Regions from separate parts of the Triticum aestivum genome. Here all the other regions are linked to region 1. A link is a contact called in public Hi-C data. All regions are on one chromosome and are shown on one strand. Each heading gives the region's core, a stretch centred on a gene start, on an enhancer-like site or on the middle of the called end of the contact. The rest is flanking DNA. Distances are from core to core; before and after follow the strand shown.

Region 1 (3,806 bases), core at 403-2,902:
AAGCATGACAAAATATTCATCCCCGCGACATTGCAATTTGCTATCTCGGGTGTTCGATTTGTCATGCTAACATCGCAAAAAAAAAATGGTCATGCTAAAAAAAAACTGACTTTCGATTTGTAGCGAAATTTATAGAAAAGGCTTATGTTGCATCCAAGTATAGGCAGGCTCCAAGTGGGTCCGACCCAACTGGTAGCTCCTGCATCCTACTATGTGTAGGTCAACCCAAAAAAGAAAAAGAAAATAAAGAATGCTAGAGCGGCACTAAACATCATTACGCGCACGACAGAGGCATCTCTTCGATCTTTATTCTTCACAGCTTTGAACAAGCTGAATGCTGTTCATAAAAAAAAAACTGAACTTGCCGCTTACTACTAGTTTCAGTATTTGAACCAACTCTGCTTCTTCAACACAAAAAAAAAAAACAATTTGTATTTGAACCAAAAAAAAAAACAAGAAGAATCACACTCTCTGAAGAAGAAGAAGAAGAAGAAGAAGAAGAAGAAGAAGAAGAAGAAGAAGAAGAAGAAGAAGAAGAAGAAGAGGGCGGCAAACGTAGAGCTGGGGTGATGATGATCTGCGGCGAACGCCGAACACGCCGAGGCCAGAGAGATCCATCCGACAGGGCGGGAATTTGATAATTCGGATAGCAGGTGAAAAGTCGCGCTGTCACATGCACGCATAGGCTGTCGCAACCGACGACCACGCGAGGCGATTGAGTTGTTCCTTCCACCTCCACCTCCCTAGCTCCAGCTGCCTCCTAAACGACGCAGCTGGCTAATTCCCCTTACTTTAACTAATCGCCTTTTTGTGCTGCTAATGTTTGATCTCAAAGAGAAAAAAAGCTCAATTTCATCAAGAGAAATCCTACTAATGAGAATTAGCGTGGGAAGAAGCCCTGCAAGCTAGCTACAACTGTAAAGGAGTGTCAACTTGCAGCTTTATCCTTTTTTTTAATAAAGAAAAGTGTGGAATCGCTGGCTTTATTCCAAATCCGAGCAGGCTGGAGAACAGTTTGGAGCTCACAAGACCTGCTGAATTGTTTTTTGGAAAATCAAGAAGAAACTGCTGGGGAATCATCAAAAGCCAACAGACGAATCAAATGCGCTCACCTCGCTCTAGTATCCTCTGTTTCGCCAGTAACCCCAATCCTCTCTAATTCATCAGATGCACGAACGATTTATAGCAGAATAAAGCAAGAACAAGGCGTCCAATGCAAGCTTAGCACATGTATCAGGTGTTTGATCCATGGGCCGATGAGCGGAGGGATGATGAACTCACATTGACGAGGCAGTCGTGGAAGAAGAGCCGGAGCACCGCCGGGATGGTCACGATCGTCTCGTTCTTCTTTCTGGTCACCTCCTTCAGCACGATGTCCTCCAGCTGCGGGCACGTCGTCTTGTAGTAGCCCGGCGACATGCCGCCGCCGTACGCCGCCTCGGTCAGTGAGGACAGCATTGCCGCGACCAGGGCCACCGCCGCCACGGCGCACACGCTTCTTCTCCGTTTCTCCATGAGTATGGGTCCGCCCTAAGCTGTAGTAGTGGTCGATGGAGGGGGAGGAGGCCGGCCTGTAGGGGGACACCGGACACGACGACCGGGGAGACGAAATGGAGAGACCGAGGCGGAGATAGCGGTGGTGGTGAGACCTGGAGAGAGGGCAATGCTTTATAGTGGTCCTAACCCGCTTCAGGATTTGGCCGGAATGCGGCTTAATTTCTGCTTTAAAGTTTCCACTGCCGACGACCTTGACAAAATTATTTTTTCACTGAAAAAGTAGAAATATTGAAAATATTGCTACATAATTTTGATTTTTATTCAACATGGTTCACAGCATAATCTTCAAATCGGTCTGCTCCCTCCTTGGCATAGCATAAACTTGGTCTCGTATGACTTTATTATTGCCAAGGTGTCGTATTTTTACGTTATTTCGTTTGTAATTGACATAATAAAAGCGTCTTTTACTGAAAAATATTTTCAAAAATAAAATAAACATTGGGCAATAGAATTTGGGACACTAACTTTAAAATTAGAACCAACATTTAAATGTATAGGGGTGGACAACTTTGCTCAATAAAAACTCCTTTGGCTTACATGTTCGGACGCAGTTCACCAAATCGCCCTACAAACCGTTCCCAAACTTAGGGAAGGTCCAACACGGATATCAAATGTCCATAGATAAGAAGATGTTTGAAATCCCATAAACCGTCCTCAATTGATGTTCATGGACACGTTTGAACGTGTTAACAATTGAGGATGTTTGTTTTGGTGACTCCCATTGAAGTTTCCCTAAGCTTCCGTATGCATATTTGCCTACGCTAAAGAAAATTTTGCATGTGGGGATTTCATATTGAAAGAGTTTGACAAATAAAATGACATTTGACAAACATGAAAAGAGTTATTAAAAAAAAGTAACCACGCCAATGCGCTCTCAGGGCCCGGCTCGAGCGAATCCTAGCCGCCACTCCCTCCACCTCCACTTCATGTCCCCGGCTGGGGTCAAAGAACGTTAGTGAGCAAAGCCTGTCGGCCATGGCAGCGGAGCGGCTGCTGATAACCCACAAGTGTAGGGATCTATCATAGTCTTTTTGATAAATAAGAGTATCGAATCTAACCAGGAGCGAAAAGATTTAATTAATAAAAACTAGTAAGAAATCAGTGTAAAAGCTGTAATGATTGATTGATGATTAGTGGATCACAAGAGAGATTGCAAGACAAATAGTAAGAGAAGTGCAGTACAGCAAGTGAACCCATTCTTAATTTTGACAAGGACAAGCCGATTGTTTTACTTATACGGATCAAATGGGTTTTGACGACGCATGAGAGTTTCCCCAAGTTACTTTCATCTAGTTTCATTGAGTTAACATTCATTGCTTTGATAATTTGTTGTGCGGTGAAACCTGAGATAATGTGTTTTTTTATTGGAACGTCAACATACTTATGATTTTATACACTATGCAAGCGATCCACAAACAAAACAATAATTACGACAACATCTAACCATAGCAATAAACTTTGGTGTTCCAACATCCCTTCATGCAACCGTTAATAAACTTAGGGTTTGGTAATTTTTGACACTCCAACCATCCACCATAGATAATAATAATCACACAATGCTCTCCTCTAGACCCATGAAGGTAAAGTGATATGTAGTCAATGTTCACAGATCTCCACTATAGAATTACATCACAACATAATATCAACATTGAACTCTCAAACTTCACAAGATTAATAGTAACAAGGTTTATCCCATGTCCTCAAGAACATAACGGGCTAATCACAACACATCATATAGATCATGATCATTGAAGATGAAAAATGATTAACAATCTGAACATATGGATCTTTCACTAATAAAACTTCTAAGCATCAACTACAATGAGTAAACAGCACGAGAAACTAAACTCAATAAAGGATCTGAGGTAAAATTTCATAGATCAAAAATCTATGGTTGAGGGAGATGATTGTGTTGATGAAGATGATGATGGAGAAGATGATCTCAATGATGAACAGATTGCTGGTGATGATGATAGTTTCGAATTCCCCCTCCTGGATGGATGGATGTCCGGCAGAACAGTCTACAGAGGGCAAAAGTGCTCCCCTCTTTTCCGCCTCGCAGACGATACTAGAAAAATCCCAGGTGTTCTCCCAGAGTAAAAAATATAGGCCAATTGGCATCGCGAGGCGGTGCCTGTGGATCCCAAGTGGCCACACTTGATGGCCTACAATACACACATGGTAGGGTAGCACCTTCGCGTAAGTATCCCTATAGTTATCATTTCCAATGAAGAGTGGAAGAGAGTTTT
Region 2 (3,806 bases), core at 900-3,399, 260 kb after region 1:
CGACTTGTGTCTTCTATGTGCCTATAACATCCAGGTTAATATGATTAATAGGCTACTCATACCAACAAGAAACTCTTCTTTTTCCAGGAGCCCATCTGCAAGGAACCTCAAAGTTAAGCATGCTCAGCTTGAAGCAAGTTGAGAATGGGTAGCCGGTTGGGAGGTTGATCCCAGGTGTGCATGAGTGAGGACAAAGTGCGCAGGAGAAAACTAGTGTTGGTGTTCGTCCGTGGGGCCGGTCTAGTTCTCACATGGTAGCCAGACGTAGCGGCCTTATAATCGGTAGCCAGCACAGGGGTGTTGCAGAATGTTTGTTTGAGGAAAATAATATTAAAAAAAAACTATTAGCTCCCTTGGTCCATATTTCTGAGAGCAAGTGCACTATCAAGTATAATGTAGGGCTTCAAATTCCACAGGATCATGGCTCAAGTTGTAAGCCCCATACCACGATAATGTTAATTTCCATCCAATCACTAGACCAATCGTGATGTTAATAATCACTTCCTCCGTCCGGAATTACTTGTCGCTCAAACGGATGTATCTAGATGTATTTTAGTGCTAGATACATCCGTTTGAGCGACAAGTAATTCCGGGCAGAGGGAGTACCATCCAACCAATGGGCCATCAATATCTTAATATCTGTTATATCCATTCCCTGTGATAAAACCCTTCTAACATAACTTAGTTTCGTGCATCATTGTTTATAAAGCAGTAAGGCAACCTAAGGCGAGCACAAACCGCCCTAACACCTAAGGCGCATGCCTAAGCACCTAGCGCGAGCATAATTACCGCCTAAGAGTCACCTAAGAGTCCAAGGTGGGACGCCTTATAAATAACGCCGTGCATGTTTTCATTGAACAATTAGTTCTTCCTCGCACGTTATTCCTTCATTATTTCTAATAATGATTGCCATAGTTAGTAGTCTGCATCCTAATTCAAGAAGGTGTTCAAAGCTTACAAATTATACATGAATGACTAAAAGGCGCTACAATCAAAACTGATTTGAAATCAAAAAATTAAGGTAGTACTTCAAATACCAACACATCATATACTTGATAATATTACTAGTTTTTTGTCCGCGTCTCTAGAATAGAAAGTATAGCATGGATTCACACAAAATAAATGGCAAAATAGTTGTGACACTATACCAGCAGAACAAACATTCTAGTAGACTGTGCCTTCCTTTGATACCCAATAATGCATCAAACATCTAAGTAACCATTGGATGATGCTTATTCTTGCGTGATTTACATATATATAAAAAAAGGGGGTTAAGTCCTTACCACAAGATCCACCCCATCCTCGCTATAATGCCACGGAGTGTCTGCCTTGATAACCACAAAGGATACATGAACAGTATCCCCCTCGTATTCCACGTTATGCGAGAAACACTCCTCCCTATCAATCACAAAGCGGATAGCGGCAGCGGGGTGCAAGAACGGCATGATGCAGAGGACCAAGACACAAGCCCTTGTCCAACTCAGCCCCTCCATCTTCTATCAGCAGAGGAGCAATAGCAGATTGTACAGAGCTTCCTGCAGAGAAATAATTCCAAAGTGTCAATTGATCTCAAAGAGTATCCACACAAGCATGCGTCGCGTTGATAGGGGTAAGCTTTTGAGATCCTGTGATGTCACAGAACGCCAAAATTCTACCACAACATGGTTGTTTAGATGGTCGAGCAAACAACAAGGCTAGATGGGTGTTTATTCTACGGGCGCATACGAAGGGGAGGGCGTGGTGGAACCGTACAAATTACTCATCAATTATCTTAACTTATGCTCTGGAATCATACAATGAAGGTGAGATAGATCAATCGATCGATTTCCAACCAGGGCTTGCCTGCCAAGACGTGAGAGTCTGGTTGGATCTGACCTCTGGAAGCTCATGATTCCCGTCCAGTAGGAAGAATTGGGGGAAAGAGCGTAAGAGGTGAAGAGGAGGAGGAGGAGCTTACTCAGTTACCGCCTGCAGGCGGCCGTCGGAGAAATCGCTGCTGGCGTCCGGCTCCGGTGATTCCAAGCGGCGCTCCCCTTCCCTTCTCGGCGGAGGAAGAAGTAGTCGATACTCAAGATGTCACGAAGAGCTGACTGACCTTGGGGAGAACGCGACCTTTCTCTTTCCGTGGTTTTTCTACTTCACTTTCCGCCGAGGGGCCTATTGACCGGGCGGGCCGCAGTCGGCCCATTATTAACCTCGCTGAGCCAGGGAGAGGCCTGCTGCCATCGGGCCAAAAAATGCGAGCCTCGCAACTCTAATCTAAACAATATGAGTCCGAAGCTTCTTTCGTAACTCCCATAATTTCTTCATAGTGGCTCCGTTTCATGCCTCATTTCATAGGGAAGCCCAAAATGGCTCTATTTCACTTCCTAGCACTTCCTATTATTTAATATCCATCCCTTTGGTCTTATTGACATAAGAGATGTCATTTATAGTCTATCTCTTTCTATATATGGAAAGTCAAGAAATTCTCATCGAAACATCGAGAAATTGTGCATATAGAAAACTCTAAAGAAAGAAAAAAAGAAGATCCATGCCATGATTTTCAAATCTTTTCTATTTAGTAGTATAAGTTTCTCGATATAATACTTAAATAGTTTATCCCCACTAACCTATTTCTCTTGACATGCAGCCTATCCACATCATCATTTTGCCACATCAGCTTTTTCACTCCTTTTTTTAGACAAATCTACTTTTTTTCCTTAGCACAAACGCCCAACCTTCTCTCCCGTAATGAACATGTGGAACCAACCGTCTGACCGAAGAATACCTAGCGATCACCTCCTTTCCATCTTCCCTAACCTATTATAGATAGCCCAACCGACACTCTTCCTTCTGTCTCTCAGATCACAAAAACCCACCGCCGCCGCGTCCTTATCCTCTCTCCAATTCGCCTCTTAAGATCCATCCATCTTGATCTCGTCTGTTGTTCACCTTCCGTGTGTTTTACGATTCCCGATCAGTTATCCTCTGGCTCCTCCGCTCCTTATTCTTCCTGTTGTACCAATCTCCCTTCACATGTCGCATTGGCTACATATCTCAGCCAGGATTGACTTGCTTCCATCGCCTGAACTGCATGGTGTCTAAACCAACGGGTATTTAGTTGGCACCAAGGAGCCATGGTGGTGGTGGCTAAGGTAGCTGGCTCACTGGGCATTCCCACCACCGTTAACTGCCTCAACAGGTTGCATCATCATCTGCATTGTCGACGCGGCCAACCAATCGGCACCCTCGATGGCGCCCTATTTTACAGCCATTGATGGGGTCATGTAGTGTGCAAGAGCCGGTGCAGATCAATGGGCGGCCTCCACCCTCTACCGGCGAACTGTAGCACAGATCGTTCATGGTGACGGGCAGCATGCAAGCGTTGCTGTAGATCGATTGTTGAAGCGGTAGGAAAGGTAACCAGAAGGTGCTCCATTTTTATTTTGGGATGTCGTCTTTCATCAGATATAGTAGATTCGTTGTGCCTCATCTCCCCCAATTAACACTACTTAGAAGTTAGAACCCTTTTGTTAATTAATTTCAAATACTGGATCCTTATGTTCTATTCTTATTGCGCAAACTTTGGGGAGGAGAGTTAATTTACGTTCCTGAAGCTGAAGAGTAATATCATTAGCAAATCTATTTTCTGTCCTTGATATGTTGGCCTGTTTTTGAATTAGGCTCTGGTCTTTAACTCATGCCCTGCAAAAATTTAGTTGTCTAATTTTTGGACCAGGCTATGTTAGTTCGTGTGTGTGTGTGTTTTTCCTTTTGTCTGCAGGTCACATCACCTTCAAAGTATCGTGTGCAACACGGTCCCT
Region 3 (3,806 bases), core at 753-3,252, 140 kb after region 1:
TTTTTTTTTGAGAATCAATATGAGAGTGTGTGTGTGCGCGCGCGTGCGCAAAATGGGCTCAATCTTGTACGCGAGTCGATGACCTGACCACCTGTAGCTAGGCCCAACATGCAGCTGGCCTGCTTTCTCCGCGTACAAAGATTATATTGTGTGCTCGGCCTAACACAGCACTTACGCATGCCTATGAGCTGCGATTTTGGTGCAAACGCAGGGTTTTACAAATGTAGGAATAGAAAACGCGCAAAATATAATCGAAAAGCAGGTGCGAAACAAAGGGTTGAAAACCACAAAAGTTCTATAGACTTGCATGTTTGATTCACATGAATAGCAAAACACAGGAATTCCACCATACATGATTAAATCAAAGTCAAACCAGACCGGTATAAATTCTAAAAAGAGATCCAAGTGAATTGTGAGATCAAATAAAAATTTCCTTCACTCCATTCCTCTGAAACAAAGGAATGAATAGTGCTTGCAAAGCTTTTATTTTTCTATTCTTGCGCTTTTCCTTTACTTTTCCTATGAATCAAACAAGCCTTAAAACGGTGCCATATCCCCATTTCATCACGATTGACTTCCTGACGCCAAGGGTCTCTACTTGCTTCAAAAACCATCGAATACAAGAGAGACACACTCATGCACGTGCTCATGTAGACCATAATATAGTGCATGTTTACACAAAACATTAACTGAAGATTTAGTTAGTTGAGATTGACGAAATCACAACTATTGTCTTGTTATTGACAAATACACCGAGTAAGTACGTATTTCACCAACCACTAAAAAAAGGCGCTTATGAAGGAAAAAATTAATATTATGAAATTAGAAAATATCTAAGAGCTCTACCTTCCAACGCTATACGCTAATAATGGACGCTAATCATACGCTAACTAAACGGTTTATGTGCCACGTGCCGAAAAAAGAAATGAAGGAAGCATCTGACGCGTCTTTTTGACGGCTCCAACTGCAATCGATTGGCACATCGATAGGAAAGCAATCCTGGTGCCTACCCAAGCGCCCCGCGTTCGAGTTGCCCTAAGAAGTTATACGTAAACTTGAGGTTTGATCTATGGTGAGCTAGGATACAACGACCTCCACACTAACCACTCTATAAGTATCAACACACGAAAAGTGTGTAACAGAAATATTTGTTTTTTTTTTCAAGAAAAGAGGGGAACGTCCTCAGCCTCTGCATCTAGTGTGTAGCAAAACTGTAGAATACTATCTTCTTCCCTTTTCCAAGTTTTTTTTCCTACTTGTTTTTACTTCCTTTTCTTTGCGAGGGCTCTTTTTACTTTCATATAAGAACCCAACTAATTAATCAAGTTAATGCCGAGTACTGTATATTGTGAGTGATGAGATCTCGAGATTCAAACGCATGAACAGCAGAACTAACGAGGCAAACAAATAAACTAATCAAACACAGAGGGGTCAATCGGAGCTAGGTGCCGTGTGACTAGCTGAGCAAGGTACTCACTGATGCAGAGGGAAACGTTGGCGTTGGGGAGCTTGCAGGCGGCGGGCTGGGCCAGGAGGCGGTCGAAGCGGAGGCCGAGCTGCTGCACGCCGTGGCTGCCGCTGTGCACCTGCTGGATGATGGAGCAGAGGCACTCGGGCCGCGACTTCTGCGTGTCCGCCGTGTCCTCGCAGCACTTGGCCGACGGCGTGTCCTCGTGCCCCGTCGCGTAGTCCATGCAGTCTGACAGCTTCTGCAGGTCCTCCTGGCACTTGGTCTGCAGCGCGTCCTGCGCCACCGTCGTCGACGCCGCCATCGACACGGCGAGCAGCACCGCCGCCAGCTGACACCACCGCGCCATCTCTCGGTCGATCGCCGGCTGGCTAGGTTAGATCCCTTCTTTCGTTTGGCTCCGCTTCGGTCTGTGCTCGGTTCTGAGCTGCTCTGCTTCTTGCTGGCTAGCTGTTGACGAGGAGGAGGAGGAGGAGGAGGAGAAGGCATGGTGTGGCCGGCCGGCGTTTATAGATAGCCATGATAGGAGACGTCGCAAGGGCATTCAAGTGGGCGGTGAAGGTTAGATGTGTTTGCATTTAAGACGGGAGTGGCAGGGGGCAGGGCTGGTCAGTACAGTTCTTGTGATGGTACGTACTCCTACCATACGTGGCCTGGCTTTGCTTTGGCTACGTATATACATACCCTGACAGGTCTCTCATGCTGAAAACTAGAGCTCTCGTTTTGTAAAATAAGAGCAAAAGCGAACCACATTTTAGCATCATGTGTACTGCTGCTCCGTTCGCTCCATATTAATTGACGCTATTTTAGTACAACAATAGACATTATAGCTGGATAAGATACCACTTCATCTTCATTCAAGAACTTATAAAAATATTGAGCTGTAACAAAATAGTGTATGTTATTATTGAGCGATAATGATAAATGGAACTCGGGATTCATGGAGCCTGAATTTTTAAACAATTCAATAATCATACTTCTGTATTTCTCAAAATCAGGAAAATGAACCCTAAATGGTGTGAATGGTCAATGCTTGATCAAATCACTTTCACTCTGGGGGTGTTGCTGGATGTAGACTGGCAGCACAACTTCAAATCCTTTTATGAATCAGTCAGGGTCAAGATCTCATGCAAGGATCACACTAAGATTTCAACAGAGAGGCTTTTTGGCATCAGAGGTAAAATCTACAAACTGTTGTTTGAAGTTGAGCCAACTGACAGTGATGAAGCTATAGCTGCAACCAACCCTTCAATGGATACCAGTACTTCTCTGGAAACAATGTCCAAAGATAGTGCCTCAAATGATGGGAGATCCCAGCATGGATCCAGGACTGGCTCTGATTCTGGCTCCCTTACTGGTACTGGTAACTCTACCCACAGAACTCAAGTCACAGGGCAACAACACTCCCATGAGGCCTCCACCCCAACCTCCATGCTGAGGAACCAGCTGCCTGAATCTCAGTACCTACCCAGGATACAAGCTCTTGAACAATTGCTCAATTCAGAGCAAGGTGACTCTGTAGGATTCAACCTGTTGAGGGAAATGGAACTGGTGGGGGAAGATGAGATTGAGACTGATGATGATGAGAATGAAGTTTTGGATGCCACCATTGAAAATAATCAACTTGGAGAGCAATATGAGATTGATTTCCCTGCCATGAACACTGCTGCTGACACCAAGAAGTGGGGCCATGTCCAAGCTGCCAGGACAAGTTCAAGGATTGCTGGTGACAAGAGGACCATCATGGAGAAAGCCCAGCAGCTCAAGGAAGTCCAGAACTCGGAGGTCCAGAAACCACATGGTAAGAATCAAAACTCTTTTAACATGTTTTATGATCCTGCTTTTCTCTCAGTTGCCACTAGCATTGGTGTAGAGGTTGATCCAAGACAAGAAACTAGTGTTTCCTCCTCACACACTATGGTGGAACTGAGCAAAAGTCAGACCATGACTGAAGGTCATGTGTCTGAACTTGCAATATTGACCTCTGACCCACCATCAAGTCCTACACTACTAGGGAAAAGCTTATACACAGAAAGCTACTAGTAGCGAGGGTTAAAAATCCACGCTACTGCTATTTACCAGTAGCGCCGGTTTGTAAACCTCGCTACTACTAAGTTGATAGCAGTAGCGCGGGTTTTTAACCCTTGCTACTACTAAGCAGTCTCTATCGTGCCCCCCCGGGACATGCCATAGTAGTAGCGCGGGTTTTTAACCCTCGCTACTACTAAGTTTGATAGCAATAGTGTTGGTTTTTAGCCCTCGCTACTACTAAGTGGTGCCATAGTAGTAGCGAGGGGTAAAAACCCGCGCTACTACTAAAGGTCCCATTTTCAAACTC

What was found. A called contact is a pair of places that touch in the nucleus more often than the background predicts.
Region 2: a Hi-C map of leaf shows a contact between it and region 1, with 7 times the contacts expected there. The contact joins the promoter of LOC123158866 here to the promoter of LOC123162898 in region 1. A contact is called at or near these places in 2 of 5 Hi-C or Micro-C datasets (both in leaf).
Region 3: a contact with region 1 is called in a Hi-C map of leaf, with 2.8 times the contacts expected there. The contact joins the promoter of LOC123157310 here to the promoter of LOC123162898 in region 1. A contact is called at or near these places in 2 of 5 Hi-C or Micro-C datasets (both in leaf).

What each region holds. Positions count from the first base shown.
Region 1 is chr7B:230,371,320-230,375,125 of IWGSC CS RefSeq v2.1, forward strand. It overlaps LOC123162898 (peroxidase 55), which reads right to left and starts at 1,653. Exons shown (of 3, transcript XM_044580653.1): 1 at 1,282-1,653. The coding sequence starts at 1,515.
Region 2 is chr7B:230,626,560-230,630,365 of IWGSC CS RefSeq v2.1, forward strand. LOC123158866 (transmembrane emp24 domain-containing protein p24beta2) reads right to left here and starts at 2,150. Exons shown (of 5, transcript XM_044576689.1): 1 at 1,958-2,150; 2 at 1,284-1,535. The coding sequence starts at 1,493.
Region 3 is chr7B:230,506,413-230,510,218 of IWGSC CS RefSeq v2.1, forward strand. LOC123157310 (non-specific lipid transfer protein GPI-anchored 1) reads right to left here and starts at 2,003. Exons shown (of 3, transcript XM_044575566.1): 1 at 1,478-2,003. The coding sequence starts at 1,817.